Regions from separate parts of the Muntiacus reevesi genome. Here region 2 is linked to region 1. The links are chromatin contacts, called in public Hi-C maps. All regions are on one chromosome and are shown on one strand. Each heading gives the region's core, a stretch centred on a gene start, on an enhancer-like site or on the middle of the called end of the contact. The rest is flanking DNA. Distances are from core to core; before and after follow the strand shown.

Region 1 (5,316 bases), core at 1,501-4,000:
AGCCCAGCTCTCCTATGACCACTGGAAGTAGTGAGAGCTTATAACCATTATCCTTTTGAGAGAATAAAATTGAAATGAACTTGGAGTATCAGCTGCAGCTTAAGAGATTCAGACCCCGCTGACAGGTAAGCACCTTTCCGAGCCGATCTCCTTTGCTGAACGGCTGGTAGGGCATATCCCGAAACTGCTCCGGAACCGCACAGGGACCCCAGCCTGAGGGGTTGTCCTGGATCACGGGTGTCATGAACTTTGCCATCTTTTAAAACCTTAAAAATACAAATAACAAAGTAATTCCATGAAGAAAAGCCTCAAAAAAAAAAAAGTCTTCCATTCAAGGTAAGCTAATACATGAATGATAAAGTTAAAAAAGCAAAACACAAAACCGAACCTTCAACTGTTGAGTTACTCTCCACTTAACATCTTCCTGTAAATAATATTGTGAATACTTAAAACTAAGAAGACTGCTAACCAAATTTATGTATCATATATCACTGGGTTTTTTTTTTTCACTGTACCATCTCTGAAATGAGCCTGCACCTTCTAATTGACGGGGTGTCATATCATATCTGGCAACTTTCCTTTCTTAGTGTTACATGAAGAAATTGTGCTTCTTGAATTCAGTGATGTCTTACAGATTTGATGAAATGTAATTAACCTTTTTTTGAGTTTAATAAGCAGGTTCCAGTTCTCATTCACACCTTCACCAGACATAGAGTATATAATTCCCCTAAACTCCAGTCTCTTTACCTGTAAAATAAATAAGATCCTTGTTTTATTCCCATCAGAGGATCACTGTGAAAGCCGTATATATTAGTTAACATATGTAGAAATAGTTCCACTGTAAAACGCCAGACACTTACTACTCAGTCTTACAAAAATACATTTACACACAGTGCCGAGAAAAAACAAGGGTCCATGAATATATCCTGAAACGCAACCTTCCTTCGTTGTTCTTCCAATTTTTTGTTGTCAGTGCAAATTCTTATGCAGGGCATAAGAATCAGGCAGAAAGCCCGGCAGAAGGTTGAGGAAGCCACCAGAAGCCTTACGTCATGAAAGTGAAAGTGGTTTAACACAGCCAATGTTCATAAGCATTATAAGTACCAGGCATGTTGTTAGTGCTTTCCACGCATTAATTCATTAACTCCTCTCAACAATCTCCTCCTGAGGTAGGGCCAGTATTAGCCTCACTTTCCAGATAAGAAAACTGAGGCACAGAGATATCAAGAAATTGCCCAAAGTCACAACACTAATGGACGAAAATCTGAACCCTGGGAAACTGGCTTCAGAGTCCACACTTTGTATAAGGCCCGTACTCCTCTCAGAAACAGTAAAAACCAGGGACTCCAGACAGGTATCTGCCAAACAATTCCTACCCAAAATGCGTGCATTTATCATCCATTTTAATCCCCTGTCAATGCCCAGAAGCTGAGCTCCCAGGGGAAAATTCACCACACAAATATTTCCAGAGTCTGGGGAGCAATAAAAGAGCAAAGGATACTACGTTTAGGAAATTCTCTTCATTTTCCCATGATGGGGAGAGTTCTTACAGAGGTGACACTTGCATGATCCAACAGGGCATGAACCTGGAAGCCCCATACTCCCACCTGAACTTAAATTACACTAGAGGAAGCAGACTGAGGGAGGGTGTGGTGGTCTCAAAACAATATACCTTTATATACTACCAGGGTCCTACAACGTGTCAGACGCAACACCACTAAACCCCTAGGCCCCCATTTCAGATATAAAAACACACAGTTCAGCCAAACCAAGCAGCTGATCTCATCATTTCAAAATAGATTTGGTTTCTAGGGTCGTCTGTCTTAAGTCTAACAGTCTTCCCATTATCTTACAGCTGGACAGCAGCCTGAAAAGATCCTGGATTTCAGATCATATCAATAACACAATAAGGTATCTGCCAACACACTTTAAAAGGGGTGGAAGGAAGTCACTTGGTTTCAACGCATAAAATAGAAAGTAGGCAGAGCACAATGTAACCAATAGTGGAAACTAAATCTTTCTGTTGAAACGGATGACAGCTGAACTGGCTACAGCTATCGGATGAGGAGGCACCAACAGGACAGTCATAGAGCCTTGTGGCTGGCAGGTCATGTACTGCGCACGTTCTTGCAGCCACTGCAGATCGTTTGCCAATTCCTGGGGGGTTAGTTTCAAATCACAGATCAACCAACTACATCCTAGTCTTCCATTTCACAGGCAAGGAAAAGAAACTTTTAGACTGTGACCTCCTCAGAGCAGGGCCGAACATCGCTCAGTTTGGCACACCCAACAGCCCTCTCATAGAAGCTCAGGGAACCGTGGGGCACTTTAAAAGACCCCGAGACTCAGAAGGATTAATGGCATGTTCACATCAGAACAGACCGTCGGTGGCCGCTAAGCGGACTCCAGGGCAAGAGACCTCAACTACAGGTTCTGCCCCGCACTGGGTCCTACCTGGGGGTGCCGAAGGCGGATTCCTGCCCCGCCCAGCGGAGGAACAAGGAGGCAGGAGGGGGCGTACAGAAGTCTCTTCCGGTAGGGCCCCGAAGGCCAGGCGCAGCCCAACTCTGCTCTGGAGGTCCGCGGAAACGTACAGAATACGCTGCTTACCTGTAACGGCCGTAGCCGGCCCCGATGCCGAAAGATAAGTCTACGCCAGATACCTCGCCACCGCCTGAGCTCCGGGGAACCGGGAAAGGAGGAAAGATGCGCGCGCAGCGGCCGGTACCGTAAACACGACCGACGGTGTCGTAAACTGCTTCTTGGCTTCCTTCCGGTTCGACGGCGGAACACACGAGTCGTAAAGCGAAGGCACACCCGGAAGTTCGTCACTGTTCTTTTCGCGGTGTTCTTATTAGCCTTCGAGGCTGATAGACACCGGAGATGTTTACAGTTACGTCATGGGGCATCCGGCGACACTCCGAGAGTTTCAAGTTTCTTGAAACGTGGCGGTCTTGCAGTTGGAGTTGGAAGCGGAGACTTGCTGATAGCCCCTCTATGTCCCACAATGCCTTGCGGACCGCTCTGGCCCCTCTGTATCCCACAATGACCCGCGGCTCCTGCCTTCTTTAAAAGATTCGTGTGGGTCGAGTTTCGCCGTTAGGGGGAGATCGAGTTTCTCAGGCAGGTTTTTGTGGCGACTCGCTGAACTTTTCAGCGGTTTCGAAAACAGACCAGGAGGTGCAAAGTGACCTGAGTAGATCAGACTACCAGTGTAGGGGGTCGCTGCCAGGGTTCAAACCACACCTCCACAGTGCTCAGACTTTCTTGTTTGACAAAGATTCCTGGAGTGCTAATTTGAAAAATGAAGATTCTGGGTCCCCTTCCATAGACTGTTATACCAGCTGGAGCCCAGGAACCTGCATTTTAGTTGGTTGTGATTCTGAAGTGGCGACTCAGGAACCACCTTCCTACGATGGCAACGGTGCTGTCCTTTTGGAAACTCAGCCTACAGAGTTTGTCCTGGAGTCTTATTGGGGTATTTCAAAATATTTGAAAGAATCTGAGCGTGCGATTTTTGTTCAAACCTCATGATTCTTTACTGCCTGGTCTCATAGGCTTCCTTATCGGTCTCCTGGTCTATCTCCTTTATTGGAAAATATACTTGCTGTTACAGCTGATATTTATTGTTGGCTCTGCCACTGGTGGCTCAGATGGTAAAGTGTCTGCATACAATGCGGGAGACCGAGGTTTGATCCCTGGATTGGGGAAACCCTCTGGAGAAGGCATTGGCAACACACTCCACTACTCTTGCCTGGAAAATCCCACGGACGGAGGAGCGTGGTAGGCTACAGAACATGGAGTCGCAAAGAGTGGGACACGACTAAGCGACTTCGCTTTCACTTACACTGTCACTTTCTAGCAGTGTAGCCTTCATATCTCTGGGCCTCAGTTTCCTTATTTGTAAATTGAAGATGATAAAAGGGGGTGTTGTGAGGGTAAAATATATGTATGTGAAAATACTCAGGAATTCCACTTACCAGTTAGACAAACTCGAGCATATTAATTGATCTCTTTGAAACCTTCAGTTCAGTTCAGTTGAGTCGCTCAGTCGTGTCCGACTCTTTGAAACCTTATTCATGTATAAAATGAAAATGTTAACAGCAGCATCTGTTTCTATAAATTCTCTTCTAATTCACTCATCATCCAGTTTTCCTATTTTTGTTCACGGTACCCAGTGGATGATGCTTATTGAAAAACTTTGTACTCATCATTGGTAGTTCCTTTTCCCACCACATTCACTCTTTCAGCAAGTCCTCTTTATTCTTTTAGAATACATTTTGAGGGAATTCCCTGGTGGCCTTGTGGTTAGGACTCTGCACTTCCATTGCAGGGGGCATGGGTTTGATCCCTGGTTAGAGAACTAAGATCCTGCAACCTCACAGCATGGCCAGAAACAAAACAAAAAATGAACCATCATGAATGCCACCATTTTCCCTCACCATCTCCAGCCTCATGCTTGGGCCCCAGCATCCACTTGTGTTCCTCTAGGGTTCATTCTTTGTGTGGTGATCAAAGCAATCTATTCACAACCTTCTAGTAGCTTCCCATTATATACTTGGAATAAAATATGAAAGTCTTCCTATGACCTGTCTGGTCCTAGCTAACTATCATCTTTATATCCTGCCATTTTATATTCACTCTGCTCTAGCTCACATGCCTTTTTTTTTTTTTTTTTTTTAATGCCACATGACTTGGCAGGATAGTTCCTTGACCAGTGATCGAACTGGGGCCCTAGCAGTGAAAGCGCTGAGTCTTAACCACTGGACCACCAGGGAGCCCCAATCATGCTTTTTTTTTTTTAATGCTACGGGGCTGTAGAGAGAATTAAATGAGTTAATTTAAGTGCTTGGAATAGTATCAGGCACGTGGCAACTGAGAGAGCGAATGAGGACAGGGCTAGGCTACTCAGAGGGGTGGCTGGTTGTGGACACAGGCTGGTGAAGATGTAGGGGAGATGTATTCCCGGCACCAGAGAACAGCAGGCGGCAAGGTCTCAAGCAGGAAGAAGCCTGGGTGTGACCCAGAAAAAAGGAAGTTTCCATTTAGAAATGTGCAGGCCACGGAACAGAGTATGGGATTTTATCCTCAGGATAAAAGTAAGCTACTGAGGGATTTTAAAATGGGGAGGGAGAGAGGTCATGACCTGATTTAATGTAAAGGAGGGTCATCCCCACTGCCTGTAGAGACTCGAGAGTGGGGTAGGCAGAAAGAGGCAGCAAAGGTGTCCATTGGGGGAGGAATTTAGATAGGATCTCCCACCCAAGCCCAGGGACCCAGTATTGAAAATAAGACAGACTCTCCAAATTCTTCTCC
Region 2 (5,316 bases), core at 1,686-4,185, 210 kb after region 1:
AGGGTGTTCGATTTGAGTGTGCTGCGTTATAAGCATTTGTGTGCAATCCAGGGCTTCCTTCAGTGCAGGAGTGGGCTGGGTTCATCCTGGGATTCCCAGTGCACCTTGTGTGGTGACTTACACATAATAGGTGCTCAGTAAATATGAGGACTGAATGAGCACTTGAACTGAGTTATCAGGACCTTTGGTAGCTAGTTATGTGAGGGAACAGAGGCAGCTTGACCCCATGTAAACAGCTGGTCAGTGCGGGAGGAGGTGCGTGTGGGGGGGGCGGTGGAGAAGGAGAATTTGGTGGGTGGTGGAGATGGGCTGGGCATAGTGATCCACTGCACTGAGGTCTCTTGGTCCCTGGAAACTTCCAAGATGAGATAGATTTCCTTAAGGCCTCCAAAGGAGGCTACAGATTGAGAGCTAGGTTGGAGTTCAGGAACGACTTGTAAGGCCATGGACAAAACCAGGTAAAACTAGTATCTGAGGGTATGAGTATAAAGGACAAGGAGTCTAGAATCAAGGCCTGAGATGGTAGCCTGTGGGGCTAACAACAAGCCCTGAAAATCAGATCACCTGAGTCTAGATCCAGCTCAGCCAAATCCAGCTGTGTGACCCCGGGCAAATGCCCCAACCTCTCTGGGTCTCAGACAGGCCCCATCTGTAGAGGAGAATGATGATAATCCTGACCCCACAGAGTTGTTGAGATGACCCATGCTGAGGGTATAGCACAGCGCAGGCACAAAAATGATGCTCAGTAAGTTAGCTTCGTGATGGAAGTTGATTTAAAAAAGAAATAGGAGAAAGAACAGTCAGAGAAAGAAGTCCATTAAAAAAATCTAACTTCAGAGAAAAACGTCTCCACTTTATCCATGAAGAGACTCACTTTATCCATGAGGCTCAGAGAAGTGCTTTGTCCAAGAAGACACAGCCAATCTGTGGAATTATTTTTGTGGCACAATACTGCCCCCGCTGGTGCTCTGGAAACTAGACACTGCTTTTGAAGACCATTCATTTCTTTTGCTCCAGCATGATCTGAGTGACTTTGAGCAGTCATCTTTCTGTGTGACCCTTTTACTTCCAAACTGGAAAAGTCATTATAAATACCACCCTTTGCAGTTTGAAAGAGAAGAGTCAAAAAAAAAAAAAAAAAAAGAATCTCCTTTTCCTCTCACTGCTCCTTTTCTGAATTGGTCAGAAACATCTGGAAAGGTCACAGGTTTCAACAGTAACACAAGTTAAGAATTACGGAGGTGAGCAGATCTGGGGGTGGGAATCCCGGCTAGGACCTTCCTTCACTAGGGGGTGACCTTGGGCCAGAGACTTCATCTCAGTTCTCAGTGAGGTCAGAACAACTCAGCATCTGACCCAGGGCGCCATGCGGTGCGGTGCGGTGCTGAGTGGCTTAGTCGTGTCCGACTCTTTGCGACCCCACGCACTGTAGCCCGCTAGGCTCCTCTGCCCATGGCGATTCTCCAGGCAAGAATACTGGAGTGGGTTGCTATTCCCTTCTCCAGCGGATATTCCTGACCCAGGGATTGAACCCAGGTCTCCCACACTGCAGGCGGATTCTTTACCATCTGAGTCACCAGGGAAGTCCAAGAATACTGAAGTGGGTAGCCTATCCCTTCTCCAGGGGGACTTCCCAACTCAGGAATTGAACCAGGGTCTTCTGCATCGCAGGCAGATTCTTCACCAGCTGAGCTACCAGGGAAGTCCTACCCCAGGGTGCTACCTACTGTGAAAGGGTTAAATGAAATACATGTGCCTGAAAATGCAGCAAGGACTCAGGAAAGTACATCTGTGCTCTGAGGTCCCAGGTCCATAATCCAGGCAAATGTTACTTCTCATTTCTAAATGAGCAGTAACACCACAAATGTGCATGCCGCATAAGCATTCATTCTACAAATGTTTATTGAGTATTTCCTACGTTCCAGATGTACGTTCTGGGAGCTTGGGATGTATCAATCAGCAAAAAAGATTCCCACTTTTGGGGGAATCAACATTTATGTCCTCAAGATTATGGGGCAGCAACCATAACTTTGGGTCTTAAAGACTACATACATGGTATTTTTGCAAACTCTGGTCAACTGGACATTACTGTCTCCTATCCCTGTTTTCAGAAGAATGGGGTCAAGGAAAAAAATCCCATAAGTAAAGACCACCTAAGTCACTGATGCTAACTTTGGAGTACAGCACATGGTTTAGTTGAAGCATTTATGGTGTGCTTAGCCTGATTTTTTAAAAACCTGTCTGCTCCTCTTGAGTACAGCTCCAATTGGTGACGGTGGTCTCAGAGTATAACCGGGAGGGAAGGAAACCAGCTGCAGCTACAAGTGTGCTCTGGAAGATAATTATCCCATGCCTAATGGAATTTACTATATCAGTAATTGCATTAACTCGCCTTTGGGAGAGAGAAAGGGAAAGAGGGTAGACAATTTACGTGAACAAAAGCTCTCAACAATTTATGAAGTCTCTGAACTCCGGACACTGTACTCGCCCGCAAGTTTTCAGACTCACCTGCCAGGATGCATTTGGCTGCCAGCTTCACCATGGTAACCAACCACCTCCACGGAGCAGACAAGAGAAGAGCGGCTGCTGGAGGCGTTGGTGGCCCTGCCTGAGAAGGGGAGTAGGGAGAACTGGCGCTCAAGGGGCCAGTGGCCGTGGTGAGGACCGGGACAATGGGGCCTGGACCCTTCGGGCAGCCGGCGGGGCGCTATCTGGCGCTAGGGTCACGGTGGGGCGCGGAGGAGCGCTAGAAGGGGTAAAAGTCTTCAGAAGGCAGCCGGGAAGGTGCCAGGGAGGCGACGCGGCTCCTGAATCCAATCCGGCCCCCGGCAGTGCGGTTCGGGAACAGTGACCCAGAAACCGTCCGGTCCCCAGGCCCCAGCCCCACTGTGGCTGTGATCGCGGGGCAACCACCGCCCGCCTGCCCCGCCTCTTCATCGCCCCCTCCTTCTCGCTGGCCATCGATTGGCTGAAATAAAAAACTCCCACCCCCTAGGGCTCACGGAGACCAGTGAGACAAGGGGGAAGGGCTAACAGCCTTTTCTCGTCAGATAATTCGTTGTCGTAACTGCTCTTCAAGTTTATCGCGCTTGACTAATAGTTGCAGAAGATGTCAATCATTTCCCCCTCCCGCCCCCGCACGGCTTGAAAGTTCAGGGAAAAGCAGCTCCAATCTAGTATATCCAGAAGCGGTGATAAAACAAGATTTCTGATTGGTCAGAGGCTGGCTAGGCCCATCTTCGGGAGGAATGGGGACTCGCCGTATCCTCCTGCCCTTCTGGAAGTGGGTTCGCCCACGAAGGGGGCGGATCGCGAGCGCGGGAGACTGGAGCGGCGCCGGCGCGCTGGACGAGGTGCGCTTGCCCAGGCCGAGCGTTGAGCCAGCTTGACCTGGCTGAAGCAGCTCTTGACGCCCCACCAAGTCCCAGATTCCAGGGAGCGTGGCTGTAAAGTGCATCAAGAAATCCAGTCTTTGGCTCCTTAAAGCCCAGGGATGTTATGCGCTTTAAATACCGAAGTGTTAAAAGTGATGTCCATGCACAAAGGAGAAGTGGGGGAAGCGGTTGGTGGACTCAGGAATTTGAAGTTGTATTTTCCTGTGAGCCCAGCCCCTCTTGTGAAGTGGAGAACGTTATCACATACCACACGTGGAATGAAAGCGAGCATCCTGGACATTTCTCATCCCCCATCAAGGAGGCTGACTTTCCGGGGAGGCCCCTCTTGCTCTGCGGTCAGGAACCCCAGACTGAAATCACGGTCGTCTTCCTGACCTGGGCAAGTGGCCTCATCCCTGAGTCTATTTGCTCACTTTTAAAAGGGGCTCGTGGAATCCACCTTCTTCGGTTGTCCTGAGACTGTAAGTGCCTGGGACACAGTAGGTGCTCAGCAGTGATGAATGGATGAATGAGAAGAGATTTACTGAACAGATTGAGTTTACCATCACCGTCATGTTGGCCAGATGCCTGCACCCCTTTTCTCACTCCTGCCGGTTCCTCTGGGGTTGCTGGTGCTGAAGGGGAAGAAGAGCCCCTCAGGGAAGATGCAGCCTTCAGAATTTGCTATCATATGCCCTTTATTTAGGGCTTCCCAGGTGGCACTGTGGTAAAGAATCTGGCTGCCAGTGCAGGAGACACAGGAGACGTGGGTTCAATCCCTGGGTAGAGAAGATCCCCTGGAATAGGAAATGGCAACCTACTCCAGGATTCTTGCCTGGAAGATTCCATGGGCAGAGGAGACTGGTGGGCTACAGTCCATGAGGTTGCAAAGAGTTGGACATGACTGAGCATGCACACACACACGCCTTTCATCTCACCTGCCGGGTGTCTTACTGTGGCTGCCAGTCTTTCGCAGGGCAATGAACACACACACGCTCTACAAACTGCTGCAAATGTTTCAGCCTTGAATCAGGACTGAAACAATGCAAGTTGTCTGGAATTATCTTTCCTTGCCAGTCATTCCTGGTATTATGGTTAAGACCTGTCTCCTGCATTCCGCCTTACCTACTTGTTTTCTTGGGAGACATCATGCAAGTCTGTCTCAGACACCCCAGGTCTCGGTGAGTCACAAAGCCTCTCCCGGTCTTTCTGCCTCCGCCTCCAGACTGTCCTGCTAATCCCTTAAAGGACCTCTTGAGTGAGTCACCCTCCCGAGGCAGCTCCAAGGGGCTCAGATGCTGAGATCCATCTGGGGGTGATACCTCTGGGAGCCTCAGTTTCCTCATCTGTGAAGTGGTGGAGGGTAATAATTGCACCTCCCTTATGGGGTTGTCCTCCTCAGCACCATATCTGCCCCGGCCCTTTCCTTCCTGCTCCTGGATGTGATTTTGGTCAATACTGTTGTAAGAGCTTTGTGTCTTCCCAGAGGGGCTTCCCTGGTGGCTCAGGACGGTAAAGAATCTGTCTGCAATGCAGGAGATCTGGGTTCAATCCCTGGGTCGGGAAGGTTCCCTGGAGAAGGAAATGGCAACCCACTCCAGCATTCTTGTCTGGAGAATTCCATGGACAGAGGAGCCTCCGTGGGGTGGCAAAGAGTCAGACATGACTGAGCAACTAGCACACACACACAGAGGTGGTAAACCCCATACGGTGAATTCTCCCACCTCACGCCGCCATCCCGCCGCCATCCCAAGGGCCTTCTATACCCTACTGATGATGAAACAACAGGCACATGACTGTCACTGGGTTTTAGGGGATCAGAGAGTTTGGGAACCATAAAGATGCTTGAGATATTCTAGTCTAACCCCTCCCTGAGCAGCTATAACAGAGCCGGCGTTTGCCAAGCCCACACTGGGTCCTGGCCTCAGTCTGAGTGCTCTGA

The links. A called contact is a pair of places that touch in the nucleus more often than the background predicts.
Region 2: a contact with region 1 is called in a Hi-C map of muscle, with 10 times the contacts expected there. The contact joins the promoter of IFT27 here to the promoter of EIF3D in region 1. A contact is called at or near these places in 2 of 3 Hi-C or Micro-C datasets (blood and muscle).

What each region holds. Positions count from the first base shown.
Region 1 is chr1:20,821,898-20,827,213 of mMunRee1.1, forward strand. EIF3D (eukaryotic translation initiation factor 3 subunit D) reads right to left here and starts at 2,751. Exons shown (of 15, transcript XM_065939166.1): 1 at 2,611-2,751; 2 at 134-266. The coding sequence starts at 256.
Region 2 is chr1:21,035,346-21,040,661 of mMunRee1.1, forward strand. It overlaps IFT27 (intraflagellar transport 27), which reads right to left and starts at 2,936. Exons shown (of 7, transcript XM_065939196.1): 1 at 2,509-2,936. The coding sequence starts at 2,542.